Regions from separate parts of the Sus scrofa genome. Here regions 1 and 3 are each linked to region 2. Evidence: chromatin contacts called from public Hi-C data. All regions are on one chromosome and are shown on one strand. Each heading gives the region's core, a stretch centred on a gene start, on an enhancer-like site or on the middle of the called end of the contact. The rest is flanking DNA. Distances are from core to core; before and after follow the strand shown. Region 1 holds the start of PPT1 (palmitoyl-protein thioesterase 1). Region 2 holds the start of TRNAU1AP (tRNA selenocysteine 1-associated protein 1). Region 3 overlaps FHAD1 (forkhead-associated domain-containing protein 1).

Region 1 (4,622 bases), core at 668-3,167, about 10 Mb before region 2:
CATATGACCCAGCAATCCACTTTTGGGCATATAACTGGACAAAAAACTTTCACTGAAAACGATACATGCACCCCTATGTTCATGGCAGCACTATTCACAATAGCCAAGACTTGGAAGCAACCTAAATGTCCATTGACAGATGAATGGATTAAGAAGATGTGGTATATATACACAGTGGAATATTACTCAGCCATAAGAAAGAACAAAATAATGCTACTTGCAGCAACATAGATGGAATTAGAGACTCTTAAACTAAGTGAAGTTAAGTCAGAGAAAGACAAATACATATGACGCCACTTATATATGGCACAAATGAATCTTTTCACAAAAAATAAACCCATGGGCTAGGAGGACAGACTTGTGGTTGCCAAAGGGGAGGGGGAGGGAGAGGGAGAGGGATGGACTGGGAATCTGGGGTTAATAGATGCAAAGTATTGCTTTTGGAGTGGATAAACAATGAAATCTTGCTTTAAGCACAGGGAACTATATCCAGTCGCTCGTGATGGAACATGATGGAGGATAATGTGAGAAAAAGAATATCTACCTATCTATCTATCTATCTATCTATCTACCTACAACTGGGTCACTTTGCTGTACAGTAGAAATTGACAGAACACTGTAAGTCAACTATAATGGAAAAAATAAAAATCATAAAATAAAAAATTTTGAGCAAGAAACTGATGTGATGAAAGTGGATTGAGAAGATGAATCTGGAATGGAATGGAAAGGGAAAATGGTGGCTGAGAGGTTCCTGCAATAATCCAGCTCTGGATTAGACCAGGAAACTGGAGTGGCTTGTTCCATCACTTTTACACCCAACAGATGTTCTTGTCAGTCTGGAAGCTCTGCCATTTCTAGAAAACATATATTTCTCCTCTACCATAGCTCATATCAGCTCTTCTGTATTTCATCTTTGCCTGTTGAAATCATTTCCTTCGCCATCCAGAACAAATAACACACTGCCATGATTAGCCCTGGAAATTATCTCTCCCCTACCATTTCTTTCTCTTTTTTTTTTTGCTTTTTAGGGTCACACCTGTAGCATATGGAAGTTCCCAATCTAGGGGTCCAATCCGAGCTACAGCTGCTGGCCTGCTCCACAGCCCCAGCAACACGGGATCCAAGCCGTGTCTGCCCCCTACACCACAGTTCACGGCAACGCTGGATACCAGACCCACTGAGCGAGGCCCAGGATGGAATCTGAATCCTCATGGATACTAGTTGGATTCACTTCTGCTGCGCCACAACAGGCACTCCCTCCCCTTCCATATGTGATGAGCTGTCCTTCCTTTCTCTTTCTTTCCCCAAAGTACCCTTCTTCTAAAGGCAGTACAAAGCAAAGGTTAGGAGCAAAGTCTTCGGTGGGGCTTTTTTTTTTTTGCTTTGCTTTTTAGGGCCACACCTGTGGCACATGTAAGTTCCGAGGCCAGGGGTGGAATTGGAGCTGCAGCTGTCTGGCCACAATCACACCAGATCCAAGCTGAATCTGAGACCTACACCACAGCTCATGGCTGTGCTGGATCCTTAATCCACTGAGCGAGGGCCAGGGATTCCACACAACTTCATAGATACTAGTTGGGTTCCTTTATGCTGAGCCACAACAGACACTCCCCAAGGAGCAACAGCTTTGGATCCAACAATTTCCTATCTCTGTGACCTTGATTTCTAACCCAAATCCTCAGTGCCTCAGTGTCCTAATCTGTAAAATGAGACGTGTATTCCGTCTTGTATGAGGATTAAATCAGTTAACAGTCTTACACCACTTAAAATAGTGTTTGATGCCTAGTAAGCGCGGAGTAAACAAATAAAACTAACTTGATTCCTGGTGATTGGCGGTCTACTGGGGTAAGAAGCCAGAGTTCACACCTAGCTGCCCCCGAGGAGGTGTGGAGGGTGCGGGCCGGGCCGCCTACTCCAGATCCGGGCGAGGAGGGGGGCGATCATGTGATCGATCAAGATGGCGTCGGCCAGCTCCTTGTGGCTCTTGGCTCTTGCTTTCCTGCCGGGATCCTGCTTAGCCTTGGCGTTGGGGCATGTCGACCCTCCAGCGCCGCTGCCGCTCGTGATCTGGCATGGGATGGGTGAGTGGGGGAGGGAGGGAGAAGAGGGCTAAATGGGTTTGGCGACTCTCTCTCCTAGCCTAGGTTCGCGTCTGCAAAGTGCGAGGGTGGAGGGCGAGGACTGTGGTCTCATAGCACCTGGCTGGTGCTACGTTTTAGGATTTGGGGGTTGCTCTGTATTGGAAAGGGAGATGGAGAAAGAGCTGTCTTTTGGTGAGCACTTACAGAGGGCTATGCACTGCGGCAGGGTTTTACGCGGTGGTGTGGTTTAATGCCCACGGTAGTGGCGTCAGGGTGCCGCATATGACGCTTGCTCAGGAGGGCTGGGCTGTGGCTTCATGACCGTGGCATCTATCCTTGCGTTCATCCACACATTGAACAAAGATTTGTTAGGCACTTACATTTAACACATCGTTATTGAGCACCTACTGGATACTGAGGATACAGCAGTAAAATAAACATACTAAATTCTTTGCTCTTTAAGAACTTACTTTCCTTTCCAAAGGAGAGAGGCGGGGGGTGGGGGATGCGCTGGGGGTGTGGGATGGAAATACTATAAAACTGGATTGTGATGATCATTGTCCAACTATAAGTGCAATAAATTCATTGAGTAATGAAAAAAATAAAAAGAACTTTTCAGTGGGAGAAACAGACTATAAATACATAAGTAAAACATGTATGTCAAATGGTGATGAGTGCAATGGAGAAAAATAAAGCAGGGAGGTGGATAGGGACTGGAAATGGGGACTTGCAGTTTTATAGAGCAAAGTCAGGAAAGGATTCACTGAGAAAGTGATATCAGAACAAAGACCTGAAATCCATTAGGGAAGATGCCATGTGGATATCTGACCAAAGGAACAGAAAATGCAAAAGCTCTGAGGAAATATGTCTGGTATGCAGGTATGTTCAAGGAACAGCATTCCGATCATTGTAGCAGGAACTAAGTAAGCAAGGAGAAGAAAAGAGAGGTTTAGTTCAGGGGTAGGAGGGGGTATGGGAGGTAGCCTGCTGATGTTGGGCCTGCTAAGGCAACTGTAGGAACTTTGGCTAGAATGAGATGGAAAGTTATTGCGGGGGTTTTGAGCAGATGAGTGACATGGTCTGATTTGCCTTTTATTATTTATTTATTTATTTATGTCTTCTGTCTTTTTTTTAGGGCCGCACCCACCGCACATGGAGGTTCCCAGGCTGGGGGTCTAATTGGAGCTACAGCTTCGGGCCTGTGCCACAGCCACAGCCACGACAGATCCGAGGCACGTCTGTGACCTACACCACAGCTCACAGCAATGCCAGATCCTTAACCCACTGAGCAAGACCAGGGATCGAACCTGCATCCTCATGTGATTTGCCTTTTAAAAACACTCTATAATGGAAAAAATAAAAATCATTATGCAATAAAAATAAATAAAAGCACTCTAGTTGCGGGGCTTCCGTCAGGGCTCAGTGGTTAATGATTCTGACCAGCATCTATGAGAACGCAGGTGTGATCCCTGGCCTTGCTCAGTGGGTTAAGGATCTGGTGTTGCCGTGAGTGGGTGTAGGTCACAGATGAGGCTTGGATCCTGTGTTGCAGTGGCTGTGGTGTAGGCTGGCAGCTACAGCTCCTATTTGACCTCTAGCCTGGGAACCTCCATATGCCACAGGTGCAGCCCTAAAAAGGAAAAAAAAAAAAAAAAAGCACTCCGGTTGCTAGATTGTAGGGGTCATGGACCTCTACAGGGAAAAAGTTAGGAAGCTTTTGCAATAATTTTTTTTTTTTCCTTTTTAAGGCTGTGCCTGAGGCATATGGAAGTTCCCAGGCTAGGGGTTGAGTTAGAGCTACAGCTGCCAGCCTACACCAACAGCCACTACAACGCAGGATCCAAGCCAAGTCTTCGACCAACACCACAGCTCATGGCAACGCCAAATCCTTAACCCACTGAGCAAGGCCAGGAATCAAACCCACAAACTCATGGTTCCTAGTGGGATTCGTTTCTGCACCGCCACAATGGGAACTCCAAGGGTAGAATTTATTTTTATGACTTAAGTTTTGTCATTTGGGGAAGATGTAGTAAAACTCGAAAGTGAGGGAAGCAAACTCGCCTTTTGTTGTTCTTTCCTGCAGCAAACCTCCCTCCCCAAACTGGTTTCTCAAAATGTGAGACACTGTTTGAGGTTTTGCTTTTTTGGGAGAGTAGCCATTTGAGCCAAGGTTAGGTAGAGGGTTTTTTTTGTTTTGTTTTTAGTATCAGTTTGGCTAGGTCATGATTAACCCCCTACCTTTGGGGAAACCGAAGGGTACTTCTTGACAAAGAAGAGATTAGTCTTAGGAAGAGTAGAAGGCTGATAATGGAATTAATAGTGATCTGGTGCTGGAGGCCTTGAGAGTTTCTGGTTGAATGTGGTATCAAAGCCTCAAATAGCAGGAGATTCTGTAGCCACTTGTCATCGAACTTTTTTGCCTTGTTTGGCTCAGAAGTCTGGCCATTTCTGCCTCGGTTGTTTCATTACTTTGGGTACTGGAAAGTTGAGAAATTTGTATCCAGTGGCCCTGAGAAATGCTGAGAAAACTGTGTTTCTGTT
Region 2 (4,635 bases), core at 262-2,761:
CCATATGCCAAACACTGTTCTAAATGCTGAATGGGAATTAATGGCACTTAGTCCTCATCAGAACTCTATGAGGTAGGTGCTATTATTATCTCCATTTTTATGGTGAAGGACAGGGAGAGGCTGAGTAACTTGCTCAAGGTCACACAGCACACAGAGCGTTCAAACCCACTCTGGCTCCAGAGTCAGCAACACATTATACTTCCTCTCAATAAGCCCTGAAATGTTAGAATTTATATCATTGTAATAATTATTATTATTTTTTTTTTTTTTGTCTTTTGTTGTTGTTGTTGTTGCTATTTCTTGGGCTGCTCCCGCGGCATATGGAGGTTCCCAGGCTAGGGGTTTAATCGGAGCTGTAGCCACCGGCCTACGCCAGAGCCACAGCAACGCGGGATCCGAGCCTCGTCTGCGACCTACACCACAGCTCACGGCAACGCCGGATCGTTAACCCACTGAGCAAGGGCAGGGACCGAACCCGCAACCTCATGGTTCCTAGTCGGATTCGTTAACCACTGCGCCACGATGGGAACTCCTGTAATAATTATTATTAGGGGTGAGAAGCCTCTGACTCTCCGAAGGATGTTTACCTTCTGAATGACACCTGCAGTTGATCTACTAAGGGAGAACTGAGAAGACAAGAGGGGAGGAGAGAACATACCCAGTGAGGCGATTTCGGATAATTTTGACGCTCATCACAGTCTCTCCCATGGTGGCAAAGGCTCTGGAGATGAAGTTCTCATCCATGTAGGGCTCCAGCTGCGCAAATATAAGAGCAGAGCAGTTCAGGTCAGTACCCAGGCTCCTCATTCCCGGATCCGGAGCCCCTCCCTGCTCAGTCCAGGGTTGGGTGCACGCTGCGGGCAGGAGTAGGGTGAGGGTGAAGAGGTTTCCATCCACTCCGGCGTTCCCAGCCTCTTGCCTTCCTTCCCTTCAAGGCTGCTCCTTTTAGGAAGCCTCCCCCTTGGATTTAGGAACCCCATTCCTGCAGTCCTCGAACCAAGGCGCACTTCAATCCTTGGGATTCTTCCCATTCTATCCACGCAAAGACCCTCCCTTTTTCCCTCCCCAGAATCCAGGCTGGGCTGGGCCCCACGACCCCTCCCCCTCCGAATCAGCCCCCGCACCTAGATGCTAGGGCCTGCTTCGGCATCACTAAAACAACTCTCCTCATTCTCTTCCACCCTTTTGGGATCCGAGGACCCCTCCCCCTCAGACCCGGCCCCTTCACCTACACGCTGGGACTTGCTTTGGCACCACTGAGAACTCCCCTCCCCATTCACTGCCACCCTCTTGAGAGCCGAGGACCCCTTCTCTTCAGACCCTTTTGCCCTCGTGACACTATATTTCTCCTCCGCTGAACCGGGCGGCCGCCCCAACTCACGTCGCCCATCCACAGGCTGGCCGCCATGCCCGAGGCCCCGCCAGGCCTACGCGAGCCTCAGAGGCTGGCGCGTACGCCGCTCCGCGGGGTTGCGGCCTCCACGGCGCATGCGCCCCCATCGCCTTCTGCGCACGCTCGGCAATTCGGCGCCCAAGGCAACGCAGACTGGCGGGTCCGGGTTTTTCCGGATCCCTGTGGGCGTGTCTCGAACCGGAGCCTGCGGGATGGGGCGGGGCAGACACCGCCTTGCGCGGGACCGTGGGGGGCGTGAATGACTGGCTTTCTCCGGACTCTTTCCGGCTTTAAACACACGCGTACGTATAGAATTATAAAAGTAGTGTATGTTCATGGCAAAAACTTAAAATAGAAGCATATTTCCTAAAGTGAAAGATCCCTTTTGGAAGCCTGGACGATCCAGTTCCACTAACTATGTATGACCTCTGGCAAATCACTGGTCTGCCTCCGCCACCCCTTCAACCTGCTTTTCTCAGGTTACGAAACGGAAAGGACAGGATTTCTGTTGACGCTGGACTGGCATCCTTCCATCATTCCCATGCATAGAACTAGGCTGTGGGAGGGGAGAGGAGGGGAGGGCTAACCAACCAACAAACAAATCAATCCCCATCTTGTCACTCTCTTGCGTCTCACGTTCCCTACAATAATCCAAACCACCAGAAGTTCTAACCTCTCCCAGGAAGAGACTTGCCATAGAAGGCCTTCAGCAGACTCGATTTCGATGGCTAGATAATCCTGACAGTTTGACTCTTCGTCTGGGAAGGTCCCAGACCTCAGCCTCAGTTTGATGCCCTTTCCTCAGAATGTGAAGATTCTGTAGATGATGATTGTCATCTCCAACACTGAAGCTCATCGCTTGATGGAGAATCCATTTCCCAGGCTCCTTCTGGGTTGATGGCCACTTATGTCCTTCCTTGCCAGTTCATATATTCCAAACTTATGTTGTTGGGGCCCAAAGTCAAGCACTCTGAAGTCTTGAGATTCAACCAAGTTGCCACATTTCCAGCTTTATCCTATTCATGGCCGTAGTAGTGTAGCGGTTGGGTGCTTCAACTACACATTTGAACAAATGGAGCCCAAATCCCAGCCCCTTCCAATTGTGTTGTTGTTATTAGCGATGTGGGTAACAGCAATGCTTACCTCATACCATGTTTGTCGTATGGAGAAATTGAGAAGTTGAGAAAGCACTTGGCCTAATGCCTGGCATCCAGTAAGCTCTCCAACACAGCAGCTGGAGGACTTGGAATTATGACTGATAACTCTTGAGTACTAAAATTTGCCAGCCCTTGTGGGGTGCTCTTTGATTACTATTTTTAAAATTTATTTTACTTGTGCAAGACTTGTAAGTGTTTATTTTTAATTTAAAATGTAAGCTTCATCAGACAGGATTCCTTGTTGTTTCTAATCAAATTCCCACAACAATGTCTGGCATATGGGAGGCACTGAAAACATTTTTGAATTTGTCATAAATACTAAACAGTTCTCTCCTATCCCATCTATCCCTGCCCCTGAAGGCAACCACTTCCAAATCTTTTCCCTAAAATCCAAGTATTTCTAAATAACATACTTTCTCTTCATTTGTGGTTTCAGATCTTTTTAAGGACTGCACCTCATACATACACTTCACCATCTTGTAATTATAATTTTTCAAAATATCAAACACTTACATTATTATGACTTTGTAAACATTATTTATAGCTGAACCATATGGGGTGATTACATTTGTTTTCAGGTAACCAATTCAGGTTGGAGGAGAATGGGGGAAAAGATAAAATTGAGCGTATTTGATGTGTTTGAACACAAAAAAAGGAGATTTACTTCTCATAGACACTGACATTAAATTAATGATACTTATACCAAAAAACTAAGCATGTGAAAAACAAGGCGATTATTAACCACAGGGAATTTTAAAATGTGCAATGGTCATAATAGCAAAGACTTCTGGAACATTTACTCTGTGCCCAACACTGTTCTAACATATGTAAACACCTACAGAGAGCTTTATAACTCTTACATCCAATACAGGGAAAAGGAACTGAGGTTTTGGGCTCAGGTGGAGGCTGATTTAATCACCAGCCTAGGGAGTTCCCCTGTGGCTCAGCAGGTTCAGGACCCAGCACTGTCACTACTGTGGCTCAGGTTGCTGAGGTGCATGAGATGCGTGTTCAATCCCTGGCCCAGGAACTTCCACATCCCATGGGTACAGCCAAAAAAAAAAAAAAAAAAAAAAAAAAAAAAAAATCCAGCCTAGTCTGTGCACTTGCTAGCTTCTTAGCCTCAAGCTCGTCAGTTCTCAGGAACTTTTTTCTGAGGAAGAGCAATTCCTATTTCACAGGGCTGATGTGAGGATTGAATGAGCTATTATTTTATGCAAAATGCTCAACACTGCCTGTTTTAGGTCTCAATCCACAAGAGCTGTTACCAAGGACAGGGTACTTTCAATCTGCTATATTGTCAAAAGGGAAAACTTCAGTAAACTTAATCCAAATGCACTTTTTTTGAGGGGAGAGTGGGGCGAGGGAAGAGTGGACACACAAGTACTTCTTACAAAGAAAATACTAAAATCAAAAGTGTGAGTTTTCCCTTCTAAGAAGTCAATTTCTAATCAGTATAGTACCTGCATCAAAATGAAAAGTTCAAGAAAAAAAAATCACAGAATACATTTTAAGTCATTTTACAGCATAATTCATTTTTCCAAGAGTCACTGACATCCAAGAATCTTCCTGGCACTAATAAAACTTTCCTGCTGTACATTTACAGACCCACTATATCAGCACTGTCCACTTAACTTTCTACAATTATAGAAATGTTCTATATATTTCTGTATTTGCATAGCCCAATACTATAGGCACTAGCCACATTTGACTATTGAGGACTTGAAATGTGGCTAGTGCAATCGAGGAAGTTCATTTTATTTTTACAAATTTAAACTAAATATGAATAGCCACATGTAGCTAGTGCCCACCATACTGGACAGGTCAAACTCTGTAAGATTTGGTTGCTCAAATGCCTGTGAAAATCTACATCATTATGCATAAGTTATCTTAAGAGATACTGTGCAGTTAATCATCTCTACCAGGTGTGGAAATGACATATCATCCAGCTTAGTATAAGCATTTCTAGAGAAGTACTGCACTCAAAAATCTTGGTTTGGGATTAGGATACTAAAAGATCCATCCCATGCCTCTCATATTATATAGTTTTTTTTAAAATCCAGTGATTCCTGAAACAAAAATACC
Region 3 (4,173 bases), core at 1,248-3,747, about 11 Mb after region 2:
CCATCAATTTTTCTGCTTTTTGACAGAGGAAAACAAGTCTCCTTGTCCTTCTGGGTGATCTCAGCTACCCTGTCTGAAGCATTTCGTGTGCAAATGCAGCCCTCATATCACCTTTGGGAGGCTGTGCACTGACTACCTAATAGAGAAAAAACGGAGTCTAAATGCCCAGTGCTATGTAAACGCTAAGGAGGAGCTAAAAGGAACTTTTGAATTTAAAAGATTACCTGAAGTTCCTGGGTCTGGTTTGCAATTTTTTTATAATGCTCCAGAAGATATTTCAGATACAAAGACAATCCTTAAAAAGAGAAGCAAGAGGAAGGCTATTAGTTATTATTTGCTGAGTGTTAGAGAAAGAGCAGCGAGCTCAGAGGGTCTGAGCTTTTGTCTTGAGTCTTCCACCTGCCAGCTGCGTGATGTTGAAACCATTTCCTAGCTTCTGAACTTTAATGTCTGTGTCTGTAAAATACCAATTCAATTCACCTCCTTTGCTTTTTGAACGCTGTCTTCACAGAGCTGGCTGACTGCGGAAGAGGACAATAGTGCCCTCCCATCAAGAAGGCATAAATGGCCGTCCACCTTGTGTTTTTTGGCTTTTTGTTTCTTTCGCTTTTCCTCTCTTTAGGGCCGCACCCATGGCATATGGAGGTTCCCAGGCTATGGGTTGAATCGGAGCTGCAGCTGCCAGCCTACACCATAGCCACAGCCATGCCAGATCTGAGCTGTGTCTGCCACCTGCACCACAGCTCATGGCAACGCCAGATCCTTAACCCACTGAGCAGGCCAGGGATTGAATCCATATCCTCACGGATACTATTTTGGGTTTGTAACCTGCTGAACTATAACAGGAACTCCCACCTTGTGTTTATAAAATGGCTGATCAGGAGTTCCCATCATGGCTCAGTGGCAACGAACCGGACTAGTATCCATGAGGACACGTGTTCGATCCCTGGCCCCACTCTTCGGGTTAAGGATCCAGTGTTGCCATGAGCTGTGGTGTAGGTTTCGGACGTAGCTCAGATCCCGCATTGCTATGGTTGTGGAGTGGGCTGGCAGATGCAGCTCTGATTCAACTCCTAGCCTGGGAACCTCCATTTACCATGGGTACGGTCCTAAAAAGAAAAAAAAAATTAAAAGTTTATCAGCTTTGCTTGGGCTCAAATCCAAATTTCTCTTGGCAGGTGGATAATAAAAGCAATGGAACTCCTATCGACTAAGTGTCAACTGTGTGCAAAACTGTGAGCTGGTTGTGGGGGGTGATAGGGAGCCATTCCCTAAGGGACTTATGGCTCAGTCTGAGAGACGGGGTCCATGTGCCTGATGGGAAACAGACAGGGACCCGGGTAGCGTGGAAGGAGGGGGCGTGTGAGAATCCCAGAGGACAGACCATTCACCCGCCGTGATGGCTGCTTGGCTGAGGAGCCAGTGGGCATGGGCATTGGTGGGAACGCAGCTGGAGGGGAGGGCGTTCCACAGTGGAAGGTGTGGTAGGATAAATGGTGCCCCCAAAGATGTCCTGATCCAAGGCGCCTATGAATGTGACCTTGCGGGGCAGAAGGAACTTTGCAGCTGTGATGAGGTGATGGAGAAGGTACCCTGGCCTCTCTCGGTGGACTCAGTAGAGTCACAGGGTTCTCATAAGAAGCAGAGGGAATCTGATTACAGACGGAGGAGAAAGCGAGGTGACAGAAGCAGAGAGAGAGTTGCAGGTGTGCCACTATGGCTTTGAAGACGGCAGAAGGGCCACGGGATAAAGCTCTAGAGCCTGATAAAGGTGAGGACACGGATTCTTTCCTAGAGCCTCCGGAAGGAACCAGCCTCTTGCCTTTACCTTTGTGAAAGTGACTATGGACTTCTGGCCTCCAGAGCTGGACAAGAATGAGTATGAGTTGTGTTAAGCCACTAAGTTTGTGGTAATTTGTCCTAACAGCCATAGGAAATGAATATGGGGAGTAGTGAAGGCAGGAGGGGAGGTAGGGAAAGGCAGTGCATGTTCTGGAAGAGGGTAGAGCTTACCTGGGCTGGAGCGGATGATGGGGGAGGGGAGGAGGAGAGGGAAGAGCTGGGGTGGATGGCTGAGGTCAATTTGGGGCCGGCCTGGAACAGTAGCCTCAAGAGTGTCAACTTGATTTAAACATCACCGAAGTGTCATGAATGTGACTTGCGTGCCTGGCCTTCCGCGACGAAATCAATGCATCTCCCTACTGTATCATCCGACTCTCAGCCCATTTTACAGATGAGGTGGTCGGGCTCCGAGACACGCAGCTGCTGGATGCCATACAGCTGGCAATTGGTTGAGCCAGGGCTTGGGCTCCTGGTGGTGTGACTCCAGGGTCTGAGTCACTGCTATTTCAGCTGCTGATGGAGCAGTGAGTTGGCTTAATGATGGGTGTTTCCCCCCCACCCCCGCCCAGAAAAATAAGTGTGATGAATTAGAGAGGAAGGAGCCAGCAGGGTTTCGTAACTGCAGCACTTGTGACCTCTTGGGCTGGACAAGTCTCTGCTGTGGGGGCTGTTCTGTGCACCACGGGACGTTCAGCAGCGCCCCTGGCCCCTGCCCACTGGATGCCAGGAGCACCACCGCCCCCGGCTGTGATAATCAAAGATGAGAGGGTTTCGAGGAAGAGAACCTGGAGGGGGAGGGAGGTGAGGCTCTACGTCGGTTCCTCAAGAGGCAAAGTACGAAGCTGGCATTGAGGACAGAGGGTGCAAAACACTTCACGATCTCAGTGGAACAGCGGTGTCAGCGGCAGAAAAGGAACTAAAGATGTGCCATCTTGAATGTTTGATGACAAAGGAGTAAAAGCGAGAGAAAGAGGCTGGAGATGCCGAAGAAGGAAGTCGTGATTTAGGACCTTGGGCACAAGATCACCCGGGCGGCAGCCAGGAGGGGAGGTGCCGGGAGGGAAGAACTGCGTCTGGGGAAGACGGAGGGAAGGGAGAGAAGATGGGTGCGGAGAGAGGATGGAGGGGAGCTGAACAGGCTCCAGCCTGGGCCCTTGACCTCTGACAACGCAATGTGCCGAGAAGGTCCAGCTTGGAAGAGTGAGGATAAGAGTTTTGCAGTAATAGCTATCAAGCATTCAGTACTTGCTGTGTGCCAGGCACCAGGCCAGGACTTTTACATGTGATATTTGGTTTCTTTCTTTTTCTTTCTTTCTTTCTTTTTTTTTTTTTTTTTAAATGCTCTTTAGGGCTGCACCTGAGGCATATGGAGGTTCCCAGGCTAGGGGTTGAACCGGAGCTCTAGCTGTTGGCCTACACCACAGCTCCTGGCAACGCCGGATCCTTAACCCACTGAGCAAGGCCAAGGATTGAACCCAAAACCTCATGGTTCCTAGTCAGATTTGTTTCTGTTGCACCACGACGGGAACTCCTACATGTGATGTTTTCTAATCATCACAAACAACCCAGGAAGGAAATGCCTTTGTGTTTACAGGTGAGCACAGACGCTCGGCAAGGTTAAGCTGCAGGGCTGGCAAGCAGTAGGATCAGAATTCAGACCTAGGTCTGGCATCCTCTTTTGAGAGAGGCTGGAGACTTGGGAGGGCTGGTTGGGCTGGCGGATGTGAAGTGTGCGTTGGGAGAGGTGCCGTGGGAGGATTCTGAGATGGCAGAGATGGGTGATGTTGGCTTGGGCCTTGGCAACCTGGCGAATGGATGGATTTCTGGGGCTAAATTGAGGGGAATCTGGGATTGCGCTCAGATGCCACCTGTGACCCAGGAACCTGAGGGGAAGCGTCAAATCCTGGGTAGGATCCGAAGAGGCTCAGGGAGAGAGGGAAGTTAAAGGTGCTGAAGGGGAAGGGGGAGTGTATGATCTCCGTTCCAGATTAGACAAGGAACTGTAATCAGAAAGCGATTTCCCAGATTTCCTGTCATGGCTCAGCGGTAACAAACCCAACTGGTATCCATGAGGATGTGGGTTTGATCCCTGGCCTTGCTCAGTGGGTTAAGGATCCAGCATTGCCGTGAGCTGGGATGTGGGTCTAAGATGCAGCTTGGATCCCAAGTTGCTGTGGCTGTGGTGTAGGCCAGCAGTTGCAGCTCTGATTCAGCCCCTGGCCTGGGAACTTCCATATGCTACAGGAGCAGCAGTTTAAAAAAAAAAAAAAAGCAATTTCCCTCTTTGGGAGAAGTAGCAATTCTTCTGCTTGTTCTTGCCGTATCTGTGGC

The links. A called contact is a pair of places that touch in the nucleus more often than the background predicts.
Region 1: a contact with region 2 is called in a Hi-C map of retroperitoneal adipose tissue, with 6 times the contacts expected there. The contact joins the promoter of PPT1 here to the promoter of TRNAU1AP in region 2. A contact is called at or near these places in 3 of 47 Hi-C or Micro-C datasets (mesenteric adipose tissue, retroperitoneal adipose tissue and subcutaneous adipose tissue).
Region 3: a contact with region 2 is called in a Hi-C map of mesenteric adipose tissue, with 6 times the contacts expected there. The contact joins the enhancer-like site here to the promoter of TRNAU1AP in region 2. A contact is called at or near these places in 4 of 47 Hi-C or Micro-C datasets (mesenteric adipose tissue, omental adipose tissue, retroperitoneal adipose tissue and 1 more).

The regions. Positions count from the first base shown.
Region 1 is chr6:95,858,153-95,862,774 of Sscrofa11.1, reverse strand. It overlaps PPT1 (palmitoyl-protein thioesterase 1), which reads left to right and starts at 1,917. Exons shown (of 9, transcript XM_003127823.4): 1 at 1,917-2,081. The coding sequence starts at 1,958.
Region 2 is chr6:85,564,306-85,568,940 of Sscrofa11.1, reverse strand. TRNAU1AP (tRNA selenocysteine 1-associated protein 1) reads right to left here and starts at 1,511. Exons shown (of 8, transcript XM_005665150.3): 1 at 1,382-1,511; 2 at 659-756. The coding sequence starts at 1,408. It overlaps RCC1 (regulator of chromosome condensation), which reads right to left. Exons shown (of 11, transcript XM_005665141.3): 11 at 3,080-4,635.
Region 3 is chr6:74,585,860-74,590,032 of Sscrofa11.1, reverse strand. It overlaps FHAD1 (forkhead-associated domain-containing protein 1), which reads right to left. Exons shown (of 35, transcript XM_021097597.1): 16 at 225-295. Among named protein-coding and RNA genes, the nearest start is that of EFHD2, 64 kb to the left of the region's middle. Within about 2 kb of position 2,497, at least 17 of the 83 cell types and tissues checked have an H3K27ac peak or open chromatin away from gene starts, as enhancers often do. A contact at or near this core is called in mesenteric adipose tissue, retroperitoneal adipose tissue and subcutaneous adipose tissue, where this site is marked.